2 separate regions of the Gadus morhua genome follow, and region 2 is linked to region 1. The links are chromatin contacts, called in public Hi-C maps. All regions are on one chromosome and are shown on one strand. Each heading gives the region's core, a stretch centred on a gene start, on an enhancer-like site or on the middle of the called end of the contact. The rest is flanking DNA. Distances are from core to core; before and after follow the strand shown.

Region 1 (3,725 bases), core at 889-3,388:
GTACAATGGGCGGCGGTTTACAGAGACTCCCAGGCGGTGGCCTCTCTCCAGCGTATGTTACTCACCTACTGTCTGACAGCTTGATGGCAGTGAACTGCTCAGGGGGATCGGGCCCTTCATCCTCTACAACACACACCAACAGGCAGAAGTTCAATGACATTGAACTCCAGTTTGCCCTGTTGAAATACTTTAAAACTACTAAACTTAAATCTACTTTCGCAGTGGATAGCTTTGAAATGGGCATTTCAACTTCAATAAAGTCATCATATTAACGGGCCAAGACTCTTTTTAAATCAATTATCTTTCTTTACAAATACGTTTAGTTATAATTTGTATTTAGCTGGCTACGGGTTGCACAATGATATTTTGTACAGTAAAAACGTTTTTTTATGGGCTCAGTCAAGAACTGCTGTTTACCACTTTGCAAATGTGGAATATGGTTCCCTTCTTAATGGCCAATATAGTCTGCCAGTAGTGGGGCATTCATTATGCTGAGGTAATATGGAAATTGTGTTTTCAAAAGCTGGTGGGCAGCATCATCTCATCCTTTCTGACGCACAAGATGAAATCAAAGAATTATCCATTTTCTTTCTTCTCCTTGGGGGCATTTTTATCCACCGAGTGGTTCCTATTGGAAACAGCATGACCTTGCAGGAAATGAGCATCACACATGCAAAGTGTGTGGGCGCTACCGAGGGAATTGGTATGTATCAATATGCCAGGCCTTTTCACTGCTAATAATAAACACGTGGGGATGAATGATGAATCTATTACTTTATACTGTGAATCTCTAAGGTTGTTGTTTTTCTAATGTCCAGAGTCACTGCGCCTTGTGGTCTGACGTATTATCGAAAACTCTAAAAGAAGGGTAAATGTTCAAAGTGAGAGCAGGGAGAACAGTTGGGAGAAGAGCACTTCCATGGACTCCTTACCGTTGTGAGGTGCGCCGAGTGTGAAGAGGCCATTATCCATGGCGTGGATGTACGTGTTGCGCTGCATCTCTATGGCAACCGTTCCACTCATTTCTCCAAAGCTACTGACAACCCACCAACCCCCTGTTGAGAACAACATCATTGCTTTTAAACATACATAATGTTAAACAACTGTCAATCAGTGGACAGATTTCCCTGGGTAACCAAATCTTATCAACTCTGTCAATCTTTTAGCAAGCATTGAGCATACACTTTGATCCCAAGTGCCTGCTCTAGGATGCCTATATGTAGGTTGACTGTGGACACTGGGGATCGAACCCAGGACCTTTAAGCTTAGAGTGTAACAGCCTTGTCCCAACACTAGCCCGCCCCTTTCCTCTTCAGTAGTTCTCCTTATCCCTGTTATGACAGTATGGCTGAACTTGCTCTACAGTGAACCCTTACATGAGATGGCTGTATAGTGGTAGTTATACTGTGACCACTGACATTCAAACAACATTTTTAATCTAACTTCAAAAATATAGAATGAGAGATGAAAGAGAGCGTAAACAAAAGAAAAACATTCTCCTACTTGGCTTTTCAAATAATGTGTGGAAAAAGAGATGAAAGGCTGATCAACGAAGGGGAGCAGCGAAAATACATACCAACTATGTCGGGTTTTTCTTCTTCCGTTTCCAGTTTCTTCTTCTTATCTTTATTCTTCTTTTTCTTACTGCAAAACAAGCAAAATGTAGGCCAACATTAAGTTTCAATGTAACTTGTAACCATGCTGTATGGTTGTTGTCTTTCTGAAACGAAACCTTTAGCCTCACGAGCAACGCAACAACACATCGTTGCAAATACAACGATATATATATATATATATATAAATATATATATAAAAAACATGCAAAAGTTGCTATAATTCCTAAATATCCTAGACACAATACAACTCGGGTTTAAATTACAACTAGTAAAACGATCTATGGCTAGCCCTGGACGACAAAAGCTAATTGTGGTTAGATCATATTAAACATTGACTCTTTTTGATTACAATGACCATGTTTCATCAAATTGTACAGCTCTTACCCCTTACTCGCTCCTTTCAAAACTAATTTAGTTATTTTTACTCGAGAGTAGTCAGCCATGGTGCTAGCTTTCTACGGTTACACGGCGCTGAAATCCGTAAACACTGGTGTGGGATGTACGGCACCAGTAGAGGCACAAACTGAACGAAAACGCACTAGTGTAATTGTGAAGGTAGTACGACGCATCGAAGTTCCTTCTTGTCATGGTGTCTAGTTAATTTTACTTTGGTTTTATTTCTGTGCTATACCCATATCGCAAGATCATAGTTTTTCTCAGCCTCTGTGTAATATTTGGACTATTTTACTTTGTAATTAAAGGAAATATTCTGTTGTATCAAATGGCTTAATGTCAAGAACATTAATGGAGTGGAGTGGGGACTTATTTGTACATTTTTTGTGTCTGTATTGGTGTGTCTGTACATATTTAAAATGTATTATTAATATAATTGCTTAAAGTTCTTCAACAAGCCATGGCAATTTTTCATTTAATCTAAAGCCTATTTTATGCAAATTCATGTTAAAAATGAGAGTCTTGGATAAATACATCACACAGTACTTTAAGCACAAGGCCTAGCTGGAAAAATACGTACTTAGTATTGTGATCTCTTATGTCCTTTGTGTCTTTTATGTCCTTGTTAGTATGCCTTCCTCTGCCTATCAATTATATCCGCACCATTAGCTTACCTTTGTACCGAGAAAAACATCCTCCTCCTTGTGTTTTCGATCCATGACAAAATTAGAAGAAACACACTCAACCTTATCAATGCAAAATGGCCCTGTTATTCCACATTTCCATACCTGCCATGACATTATTTGTGTACTGACATAAATCATAAATGAGAAGGTATTCAAAGGTTATGAGGTTAATTCTCATGGTGATTGCGTCAGAAAGTGACCTTCATTTGAGGTCACTTCCTCCCCCACTTCCTCTCCAGCAGGTGACCCCTGCGGTCAACGTTAATGCAGGTTGAAGCAGGGTGTCAGTGTGCAGGAGGCGTCCTCTTTAATACCAGCTTGTGGTGACACCGTACACATTGCAGTGTGGCAGGCACACATTCTCTGTGATAATCAGCCTTATTCACCTAAAGTAGCATCCATATTGGTTCTAAACGCTAGCTGGTATGCAGTTCAGTCAGTTTTACTTGCTTACTTGAATATGGCCCATTGCGTTGTTATGTGTACGGTTTGTGCGGCATTATTCATGTTCTCAGTTGGGGCAGGATGCAAGAGGCTTTGATGGATCGATAGAATTTTTGAGTCATCTCCCGTTTTGTAACTACAAGCTTGTATGTAACTACAAGATAAATTTGGTGAAACTTGGCAGGCAGATAGATGTCGATTCCAGAAGCGGACAGAGTACACAGCTTCCTTACTTGAGTAAAAGTACAGATACCCCTTGCTAAATTTAATTAAAAGTACTACAGTCAGATGTCTAGTTAAGTAAAAGTACTGAAGTACTTGTTTTTAAAAGTACTTGAGTATCAAGAGTATTAGAGTACATGTTCTAAATACTGCATTACTACTGCCACAGTGCTTACATTTATGTAAAAAAACGTCCTACATGGAGTTATGAAAAATGTTAATACCTTGGAGAATGTAAAAGGAATTGAAACCATGTTGCCTATTTAACATTTCGCACTTGCCCACAAGGCAATGGCACAATAGTATACAGTATAACAGTATACTCAAGAACATAAATACAATTGCTCAGCTTACATAAATGTGA
Region 2 (3,725 bases), core at 516-3,015, 250 kb after region 1:
AAGGCCAATGTGTAGGTTAATCTGATCCCGTTGCGGCTCTTGTGGACTGATGTCTGGAGATGGGAGAGACAATGGGTATTTGAGGAAGTTTCAATATAACATACGCCTGTGCCCGTGTCTGCTTTGAGGGACACACACACACACACACACACACACACACACACACACACACACACACACACACACACACACACACACACACACACACACACACACACACACACACACACACGCAATTCCCCATCTGCACTCTGGGCGGAGCCTCTGTCGTCAACGGTGGGTGAGAGCAGGGGAGTGGTTGTTGTGGCCGTGATGCTACTGGGTCGACGATAACTGAGGTAATTGGGACCCCCCTAGCCCTCTTTTTCACCCCACCCACCCACTCGTTCTGGTAAGTGGTCAATGAGCAGCGAGGAGGTTGTTGGATGGGCCATGAACGAGGTCGGTGACTTATCTCCCATTACCCCCCGCCCCTCCCCCAATATTAACCGGCAGCTCCACCATCATCTCCAACACCTTCACGTGGTTCTCCTGGGGCTCAGAACGGTAGTGACATGAAGGTAGGGGGAGCGCCCCCCCTCCATCATAGAGGCACTCAATCGCATTGTTGACCCCGCCCCTCCCCACAGGAGGAGAGTAATGGCATCTGATATGTGTGTGTGTGTGTTATTGTTATTAATCCTGTTATTCCATGGTCAGATATGGTAATGGTCTATACTCTTATTTTCATAACGGTCAATTATGTGTGGTAAAGAGGAGCGTTTAATCGTTTTTAAGCCAAATTTTCTAAGAGGGGAACTGCTATTTAAGAAATTATTTCTATATTTATGAATTGTATTTCACTTACAGATCAGCCCAACGACTAAGAGGCTGCAAGGTTTTATCGGTGCGCTCCTTGTGTGTGTGTGTGTGTGGGGGGTGCTGTTGGCGTCCCTTTCTGTTAGCCCACCCCTTCTTCTCCTTCACTGCAGTGCTGACCTAGATACCGTGGGCTATGTTTAATTGACAATAGCGAATTATCCATTGTCTATAACCGGGGGGGGGGGGGGTATTCGATATTCGAGTTATTTTTCCCATTGCAAGACACAATTGTGCTAAAAGTGAACGCAGCAATATATAATATATATATATATATATATACAATATATAAAACTGCTATCTGATTTAATTATTGTTATTGATAGTAGTATAGACATCTTGTTTGTGTGGTTGTGAAAATGAATGGGAGTGATAGTGATTACCATACAATTGATCCCTAAACATCCACAGGAAAAGCGCATCACAGCTCGACATGCAAGTCTGTTTATTTGTAATATCATCCAAATTGTTTGTTACCAACAAACTAAGAGTGTCAAATGTCCAGTCTCTACAACAAGGCTAATCCTGAAGAAATCAATCCTCAAAGATGTGTTCTGAACAGGGAAAAGTTCGAATCTCGAATGGTAAACGAAAATGGATCATACATCCTTGTCCTCTTCTGAAACTTAAACAAAGGATGCTCCTGTAAATGTGCGAATAAAATGATCGAATTGTTCGAATTTGATTACATCGAACAAGCTTACATTTAATCTTTCCTACAAAGTGACAAGTGGAAAAAACATAAATAAACACATAGCCTATAATGTAAATGAACGTTAGTAATAAAATGCGTGCATATGACTAGTAAATTATCACAAGTTCAGCATAATCCTTGAATGAACAAACGTGCGTAAAGAGAACGCGCGGTATGGCTTGTTGTTCCATGCGCCTTTACGCGTCACAGCCACCAAGCGACAGTATTTGCCAGAGTAGAACCTCCTCGTCTCCGGGTACTTAATCACATGTTGGAGGGTGGAAAATCGTAGCTCAATGTCCCATACATACCAAACAAAGTGATGGCTCGGGCACTCTGCAAAAGTACAGACGCTTATGGTAAAGACGCAGAGAGAGAGGCAGAAGTTATTTCTCGCAGATCCAACGCAGGAGCATCTCTCAAATAGTCCAAGAAGGGAAGATTAGCGATGCCGGAGAACACATCCCCGGTGTCTCCACCATATAGTTTATGTCATAATTTGTTTGTTTTTCACGCGCAGATTGTTAGTTTTACTGAGTGAGTTCCGCGTAAATTCCGCGTAATATATACAATGGTTATAAATGGGTCTCATCTGAACAGCTCTCAGGACCCCAATGGCCACGCACTGAATCGCCCACCGTGGGTCACTACAACTTTGGGCTGCTTCCTCATATTCACCATCGTAGTTGACATCTTGGGCAACCTTTTGGTAATTTTCTCGGTGTATCGGAACAAGAAGCTGCGAAACGCAGGTGAGTGTGACTTTAGTCCACTGTGCATGCGGACCAACTTCTGCCTATGTCGTTAATGTGAAATGTTCATGAGAAATGGCTTGTTAAGGAACTTTCATGTGTTTATCTGCTTTATCCAAAAGTAGGATGCTTCACTGAGATGTGGTTGATTTATATTCAACATTGGTATTTGTAAGGTACCTCCTCTCATGGTCAAATGCAATCTTTGGAGGTATAGCGGTTGTCTTTCTAGCCTCCATTAAATTGGCCAAATCAATAATAATGTCCCCAACATTGCAATTTAATGGAACTAGACATTTTGAAAATTAAACAATAATGAGAAACAAAACAAGGGGACTTTTCTTCTCACTGTAACGCAGAGCAACATTCCAAGACAGGTTGATAGTCATCGGTATATACGATGTGTTGTTGCAGAATTATTTCCCTTTTTAATATTTAATTGCTACGCCCCCCTCGGCTCTATGGTTTGATCCATTTCTACTATTCTGGGTTAATGACTGGGATTATATCAATGTCTCTGCTGGATCAGTGACGAGGACGCATTCAACTTGTCCCGCGTCATTTGAGCGTGACAGTAGCTGTTTCGGTTTTGGTCTACTACAGATATGAGCTTACTCGTGATTTAACAGTCTCGGGCTGAAAAAGTGCGCAGAACAGAAAGCCCAGTTGGGTTTATAAACCCGCGTCCGTCTCGCCGCTCCTGACATTCTCACTCTAAACTCAAAGTGACTGCTGGCTGATGACGCGTCATAGCTGCCTCGCCTGCAAAGCCCCGAGTAGAAAGATGTGATAAATACAAAGTCTAGCTGTCGTCTCCGATATCCTCGAAATCCATCGTGAAGTTGAAAATGAAATCAGGCAAATACATCGTTTTACACATTTTTTTTAATGTAGCCTATCTGTCAACATGCTTATGCACTGAGATATCATTATTGCGCCTTCCTGGGCTTTTCTAGCGTCATAGGTTTATGATAATCCCTCCATTTGATAAAACAGACATCCAACTGCAATAGCTGCCCTCGATTCTGGTCTTTTAATAGTGATGATGTGCACATCACAGTTGTAGCCCCGCTGTTACATAAGTACAATGTTGAGTAGTGGACTCAGAGCGTGTGTGTGTGTGTGTGTGTGTGTGTGTGTGTGTGTGTGTGTGTGTGTGTGTGTGTGTGTGTGTGTGTGTGTGTGTGTGTGTGTGTGTGTGTGTGTGTGTGTCAGGGCCGTTGCACCAAATCCTGGGCCCCTATACACGAGGTACTGATGCCCCCCCCCCCCTCGATTGTTGAGGGGGGGGGGGGGGGGGGATAGAACGATTGTTGACGGGGGGGGGTAGAACGATTGTTGGGGGGGGGGGAGAGACGAGGCCATGTGCGACTCCTAACACTATGGGCTGGTGGATAATTCAATTTTTTTTTTTTTTTTTG

What was found. A called contact is a pair of places that touch in the nucleus more often than the background predicts.
Region 2: a contact with region 1 is called in a Hi-C map of heart, with 4 times the contacts expected there. The contact joins the promoter of mtnr1aa here to the promoter of frg1 in region 1. A contact is called at or near these places in 2 of 6 Hi-C or Micro-C datasets (gill and heart).

The regions. Positions count from the first base shown.
Region 1 is chr3:18,642,408-18,646,132 of gadMor3.0, forward strand. frg1 (FSHD region gene 1) reads right to left here and starts at 2,139. Exons shown (of 9, transcript XM_030352403.1): 1 at 2,001-2,139; 2 at 1,577-1,644; 3 at 933-1,055; 4 at 66-123. The coding sequence starts at 2,059.
Region 2 is chr3:18,896,598-18,900,322 of gadMor3.0, forward strand. mtnr1aa (melatonin receptor 1A a) reads left to right here and starts at 1,766. Exons shown (of 2, transcript XM_030350916.1): 1 at 1,766-2,304. The coding sequence starts at 2,124.